Linked DNA regions of Sus scrofa: region 2 is linked to region 1. The links are chromatin contacts, called in public Hi-C maps. All regions are on one chromosome and are shown on one strand. Each heading gives the region's core, a stretch centred on a gene start, on an enhancer-like site or on the middle of the called end of the contact. The rest is flanking DNA. Distances are from core to core; before and after follow the strand shown.

Region 1 (3,612 bases), core at 362-2,861:
GTCAGCTTGGACTCTGGATAGTTCTCGCATAAGGGAGGTCTTGACCTCTCTCTGTGTTGTTAGGATCTCAGCTGTTTTCCTCATCTACAACCCACTTCTAGGTTATGGTAACTAGACTTCTCATGGTGATCGTTTTTAAATGTATAGGTATACTTGAGTTCCCCTTGTGGCTCAGGGCCCTCAGCCTGGGAACTTCCATGTGCCGCAAGTGCGGCACTAAAAGGACCAAAAAAAAAAAAAAAAAAAAAAAAAAAAAGAAATGTGTAGAAATACTTCATACTGTGAAACAGGAACTAATAGGGTTGTAGGTCACTTATACTTCCAAAAATAAACAAACTCATTAAAAAAAGAGATCAGATTTGTGGCTACCAGAATCAGGGTGGAGGGAAGAGGGGATTGGATGAAAAGAAGGTACAAACTTGCAGTTACAAGATAAGTACTAGGGATATAAGGTACAACATGATAAATATAATTAACACTGCACTGGGTTACATATGAAAGAAAGAGAATAAATCCTAAGAGATCTTATTATAAGGAAAAATATTTTCTATTTAATTTTCTATATGAGGTGAAGGGTTCACTAAACTTATTGTAATCATTTTATGATGTATGTAAGTCAAATCATTATGTTGTACACCTTAAACTTATATGGTGCTGTATGTCAGTTATATCCCAATGAAACTAGAAGACAAAAGCACTTCTAGGTTGGTTTTGAAATAGGAGCGTCTACTGCTGGACTCCATTCTGATAACAAACCTCACACTATCTCTTGGCACTGACATTTGATTCTTCGGGTCCTTTTGATAAAGAAGTTGGCTGTTGAACGTGTTAAAAAAAAATCCTGGGAGTTCCCATTGTGGTCCAGTGGAAACGAATCAGACTGGTATCCATGAGGATCCATTTGATCCCTGGCCTCCCTCAGTGGGTTAGGGATCTGGTGTTGCCATGACCTATGGTGTAAGTTGCAGACATGGCTTGGATCCTGCATTGCCATGCCTGTGGCATAAGCTGGCAGCTGTAGGTCCAATTTGACCCCTAACCTGGGAACCTCCATATGCCATGGGTATGGCCCTTAAAAAAAAAAAGATCCTTCTGCCTTGTTTGAAATACTAGGGAGAGCTTTTAATGAAGTGACACACCAAGGTTAACTTTGCAGAGGGCCAGAGCTTCCCCAAAACAGGTCGTCAAGCCTGTGCTCAACTATAACATAGTATAGTAGAGCTATATAGTAATTATCCTTATCCCTTGAAGAGCAGGGTGCTTTGTGACCTGTTTCGGTGTCTGTCTTGCTATGGACTAGTGAAAGCATTAGAAAATTTGGAGACAGGGGTTCCTGCCCTGGCTCAGTGGTAAGGGACCTGACTAGCATCCATGAGGATGTGGATTGGATCACTAGCCTCGCTCAGTGGGTTAAGGAACTGGCATTGCCATGGCCTGTGGTGTAGGTCACAGACGCAGCTCAGAACCTGTGTTGCTGGAACTGTGCTGTAGGCGGCAGTTGCAGCTCTTATTTGACCCCTAGCCCGGGAACTTCCATATGCCTGCGGATGCGGCCCTAAAAACAAACAAACAAATAAATAAATAAAAGTGAAAAGAAAGAAAGAAAAAAGGTACATTTGGATACAAAGGAGTGACCAGGTCCAGGACCACACTGTTTTCCTCCAATGTAAGGTGTGCCGTTACTGGACTCAGTGTACAGTGAACCACATTGGGGATTAACAGATGACACTTATGCAGGTATTTACTTTAATATTTATGAAAATCTAATTTGACACAAATGTTAACAAGGGCGATGCTAAGATTTGGGGGCACGGAACATTCCATTTCTGCTCAGCTTATAGGAAAGGGCGCCTAACGCTTAAAGCTAGGACTACGATCCACCAGTGGGTACCGCCCCCCGTTAGCCCCACCCCCACCAAAGCCAGCTTCCTTGCTATTGGTTCCTTTCCCCGCGCCTGCGGTTGCCGTGGAGACCAAGGCTATGGCAACCAGGAGAAGCCAAAGTTGGTCGAGTCTCTGGAACCGCGGAGGGGTCCGGGACGCGCAGCCCGACTCCGACCTGTGCTCATGGCGCTCCACGAACTCTTTTCTCACCCGGTGGAGCGCGGCTACCGCGCGGGGCTCTGCTCCAAGGCCGCGCTGTTCCTGCTGCTGGCCACCGCCCTCACGTACATCCCACCGCTGCTGGTGGCCTTCCGGAGCCACGGTGAGCCTGCCTGAAGGCCAGTGCGCGACAGGATTCTCCCCGGTGCTCCCGCCGGCCTCCCTAACCTCTTCCCCTCTGCCTCCTGCCCTCTTTACCTCAGGGTTTTGGCTGAAACGGAGTAGCTACGAGGAGCAGCCGACCGTACGCTTCCAGCACCAAGTGCTGCTCGTGGCCTTGCTGGGACCTGAGCACGCGCACGGCGGATTCCTGGCCTGGAGCACGTTCCCTGCCTTCAACCGACTGCAGGGGGATCACCTGCGCGTCCCGCTCGTTTCGGTGCGTGGTTCTGGGCGGGTGTATGGATGGAGATGGGGATAGGGGCATGCGTGGGAGGAAGCTGGGCGGTCCGGGTCCTTGTCCCTGGGGGCCCTGCTTGGGTCTGAAGGAGTTACGAATCCACAGAAGTTGTGTGTACAGGCTCATTGGCCTAAGCTTATATTTAATTTCCTGGGGAGTAAATATTTTGTAATATTCGAATTCTCCAAGCCGTCCACCACCCCCGAGAAAATTAGTCACTGCTGTCAGGGTGTGTGTCCCACACAGAGACTGATAGCCTGCGGACAGCCTGTCTCTGGCCCCCATTTCCGTGGGCGTGGCCTGATGGAAGCGTGGTCGCGAAAGTTGCTGAGTCGTGAAAGCCAGTTGACGTTCTCTCTCTCTTTTTTTTTTTTTTTTTTTTTTTGGTTTTTCTGTTTTTTTTTTTTTTTTAGGGCCGCACCCGCAGCATATGGAGGTTCCCAGGTTAGGGGTCTAATCAGAGCTGTAGCCGCCAGCCCAAGCCAGGGCCAGAGCAAAGAGGCATCTGAGACGCGTCTGCGACCTACACCACAGCTCATGGCAACGCCAGGTCCCGGATCCGTAACCCTGTGCGGGAGGTCAGGAATTGAACCTGCGTCCTCACGGATGCTAGTCAGACTTGTTAAGCGCTGAGCCATGACGCGAATGTCTAATGCTCTCTTTAATTACTCGTTCTTGCAGCTGGCTTGTGCTTCAGCAAGCAGTAGCAACAAAAAGGGCGGGTATTTTTAGGCAGACTGACATGTGGAAGCAGAGGCGCTGATTGGTTAAGTGACCTCCCCAGACTGTTGCTGGCCCAGTCCAGCCTCCCTGGGCTTGCCTCCTGAGATGCTGCTGCATCCTGCCGCCGTCTGGGGGTGAAAACGAAGTTTTTTACTGCCTGTAATCTAGTGTCTGATTCGAGGTAAGTGAATGCTTCCTTTATAGTCACCCACCCCTTTACGCTCATTTTCAGGAGACATTTTCCTTTGAAAGTAGGAAAATTCTGGATTTTCTTCTTTCAAAGTTGGATCTCTTTAGACACCTCTGAGATGATTGGCCTACAGCCAAATTGGTGTAGCTGAAAAAAAAAAAATAAGATTTTTCCCAGCAACTTAATAAAATGAAAA
Region 2 (3,612 bases), core at 605-3,104, 540 kb after region 1:
AACACAACAGTAAGTTGTGGCTTAGCTGGTTATGAACCCTGACTGGTATCCATGAGGATGTGGGTTTAACCCCTGGCCTCGCTCAGTGGGTTAAGGATCTGGCATTGCCGTGAGCTGTGGTGTAGGTCGCAGATGCAGCTTGGAGCCTGGTGTAGGCCACCAAAAAAACCCAATAGGGACAGTTTACACTTGAGGATTGGTTATATTCCAGGCCTTGTGGTTAATGGTTAACTCCTTAGGACAACCAAATGAATTTTCTCCTTCTGTAGAGAAACTGAGGCTAAACCAGTTAAGCCCAGGATTTCAGAGGTTGGAGCTGAGGAAGAGAACTTAGTGGCCATTCCCTGTATTAGCATAGCGGTTTTCCAACTTTTTGATCTCAGGTCCCCTTTGCACTTTTTTTTTTGGTTTTAGTTTTTGGCTGGGCCCATGGCATGGAAGTTCCAAGGGCCAGGGATGGAATCTGAGCCACAGCAGTGATCCTTAACCCACTGTGCCACCTGGGAACTCCCCCTTTACACTCTTGAAAATTATTAATGATCCCCCCAAACTTTTATGTCTAGTTCATCAGATATTAACACTAATAATTAAAAAATTTTGGCATTCCTGTGGTGGCGCAGCAGAAACGAATCCTACTGGGAACCATGAGGTTGCAGGTTCGATCCTAGCCTCCCTCAGTGGGTTAAGGATCTGGTGTTGCCGTGAGCTGTGGTGTAGGTTGCAGACGTGGCTCGGATGTGGTGTGGCTGTGGCTGTGGCGTAGCTAACAGGTCCAATTAGACCCCTAGCCTGGGAACCTCCATATGCTGTGGGTGTGGCCCTAAAAGGACAAAAGACAAAAAAAAAATTAATTTACACGTCAATGAGCGTTAACATTAACAATACATTTTGTAAATGAAAAGTAACTTTATTTTCCAAAACAAAACAGCTTTAGTGGGAACAGTGGCAACTTTCTTTAATGATTGGCTTAAGAGAAAAATCCTAGATTTTCACACCTGCTTCTACATTCAATCTGTTACAAATGTGTATTAAGGAGTTCCCGTCGTGGCGCAGTGGTTAACGAATCTGACTAGGAACCACGAGGTTGAGGGTTCAATCCCTGGCCTTGCTCAGTGGGTTAAAGATCCGGCGTTGCCGTGAGCTGTGGTGTAGGTTGCAGACGCGGCTCGGATCCCGCGTTGCTGTGGCTCTGGCGTAGGCCGGCGTCTACAGCTCCAATTCGACCCCTAGCCTGGTAACCTCCATATGCCGCGGGAGCGGCCCAAGAAATAGCAAAAAGACCAAAAAAAAAAAAAAAAAAAAAAAAAAAGTAGTAACTAACCTGTGAAAAACACTGTGCATTTGTGAAGGAAAAAGAAAAAAGCAAATAACTTCTTAGTATAACAGTGACATTTTTTGCCTTCGTAGACCCCCCTCCCCCAGGTCCCTAGACATTTTAGCTGGCGCTGCTGTACTGTATAAAACTGTATTGAATCGCGCATTTACCCTTTTCAATGCCTTTGCGCCAGGCTTCGAGGTAAGAGATAATCATTGGTTTGCACTAATGCTCAGCTTTGGTTTTTATGCAGTCTGGGCCTTGCCATTGACACCGTCGAGGAGACGGATTGGAAAAACACGCACCTCCCCTCGGCCAAACTCTAACCTGCAAGCTCTTCCCCGGTTGTCCATACTTTGGACTACAACTCCCGGCAGAGCTCGCGGCAGGGGGGGGGGCGGTATCCGCAGCCGCGAGGGGCGAAAGTGACCCACGCCGTGACGGAGTGAAGGGGGTCGTACCTTTTTCGGGGGGCAGGCGCCGTGCCACAATTGGAGGATCCGGGAAGAGGGGGTGGAGCCAGTGTTTGGGTCAGCCAATAGTTTGCGGTCAGGCAGAAGCGAGGACGGGGCGTGGCAGCACTGACTCGCGGGCTGCGTGGGGCTCGCCGAGCCCAGGAACGCGGGTGTCTGAGGTAGGGACGCGTAGTTCTCGTGTCCCGACGGCTGGGCGCGGAAAATGGCGGCGAGATGGAGCAGCGAGAACGTGGTGGTGGAATTCCGCGACTCCCAGGTGAGCTGGGGACCAAATGGAGCCTTCTGAGCATGCGCCCTTCCCAGTTCCCCTCCCCCACGCTGCCGGGTCTGTCTCAGGGCGGCTGGCGACCCCCAGCCCGGGCTGGGGAGATGGTCAAGGGGGTGACCTGGAGGTGTCAGAGCTGAGTGGATGAGGGTTACCTTGAAGACCGTTGGGGGTGGTTGGGGCTGCCATGGGCGAGGTTTCGGGGTTTCCCTCGTGGATACAGGAGTGGGGTCGGCCTGAGGATATCCAAGTGCAGATATTGCGCTCTAGTGAGCGCTGAGGGAAGGCTTCCCACCACCGGAGTGGAGAGCGAGGGGGTGTTTGCTCCCCCTGCACCTAGTGACTTTGGGCAAGTTGCAGAACTTCTCTGAGCCTTAGGTAGATGTATTGAACCCTGCCTCACAGAACTTTGATGGAATGGAGTTAATAAAAAACTGCACGCGAGGTGCCCGTTTCAGCGCTTAAACCTTTAAGTGGTCTCTGATGCTAGGGTAGTGGAAGATACCGCGCAGTGAAGAGGCGTATGCATTTCGTGTGTTGCTCGGTTCGAATCCCAGCTCATATCTTAGCCTGTCATCACCCTTTGTGCATCTTTTCTCACCTGTAAGAGGTGCCAATTGTGTCTCTCTTAAAGGATTGATGTGAGAATTTTTATGAGGTCATACACTTAAAATGTGTGGCACAGTGCTGGACACATGGTGAGCCTAAAGGAAACTTAGTACTTTTTTTTTTTTTTTTTGTCTTTTTGCCATTTCTTGGGCTGCTCCCGCGGCATATGGAGGTTCCCAGGCTAGGGGTCCAATCGGAGCTGTAGCCGCCGGCCTACGCCAGAGCCACAGCAACGCGGGATCCGAGCCGCGACTGCAACCTACACCACAGCTCATGGCAACGCCGGATCGTTAACCCACTGAGCAAGGCCAGGGATTGAACCCGCAACCTTGTGGTTCCTAGTCAGATTCGTTAACCACTGAGCCACGACGTGAACTCCAAGAATTTTTTTTTTTGAAGTTCCCGTCATGGCTCAGCGGTTAATGAACCCGACTCGCATCCAAGAGGATGCAAGTTCGACCCCTGGCCTCGCTCAATGCGTTAAGGATCCGGTGTTTCGGTGAGCTGAGCTGTGGTGTAGGTCACAGACACAGCTCTGATCCCCTGTTGCTGTGGCTGTGGTGTAGGCCGGTGTCTACAGCTCCGATCCGACCCCTAGCTTGGGAACCTCCATATGCCGCAGGTGTGGCCTTAAAAAGACAGAAAGACAATAATAATAATAATAATTTTTTAAACCGTTTTTGTATTCTGTGCTTTCCATATGCCCAGCCTTGTGCTAAATGGTATATATACATTTCCTTTTTCTTTTTTCATTTTTTTTCTTTTTTCCTTTTTAGGGCTGCACCCACAGCATATGGAACTTCCCCAGGCTAGGGGTCAAATCCAAGCTACAGCTGCCGGCCTGTACCACAGAATCCAGATCTGGGCCTCATCTGTGATGTACAGCTCACTGCAATGCCAGATCCTTAATCCACTGAGCGGGACCAGGGATCGAACCTGCATCCTCA

What was found. A called contact is a pair of places that touch in the nucleus more often than the background predicts.
Region 2: a contact with region 1 is called in a Hi-C map of embryonic fibroblasts, with 2.6 times the contacts expected there. The contact joins the promoter of WDR59 here to the promoter of TMEM231 in region 1. A contact is called at or near these places in 2 of 47 Hi-C or Micro-C datasets (embryonic fibroblasts and liver).

What each region holds. Positions count from the first base shown.
Region 1 is chr6:12,138,706-12,142,317 of Sscrofa11.1, forward strand. TMEM231 (transmembrane protein 231) reads left to right here and starts at 1,612. Exons shown (of 6, transcript XM_005664337.3): 1 at 1,612-2,482. The coding sequence starts at 1,982.
Region 2 is chr6:12,680,312-12,683,923 of Sscrofa11.1, forward strand. WDR59 (WD repeat-containing protein 59) reads left to right here and starts at 1,855. Exons shown (of 28, transcript XM_021093785.1): 1 at 1,855-2,047. The coding sequence starts at 1,994.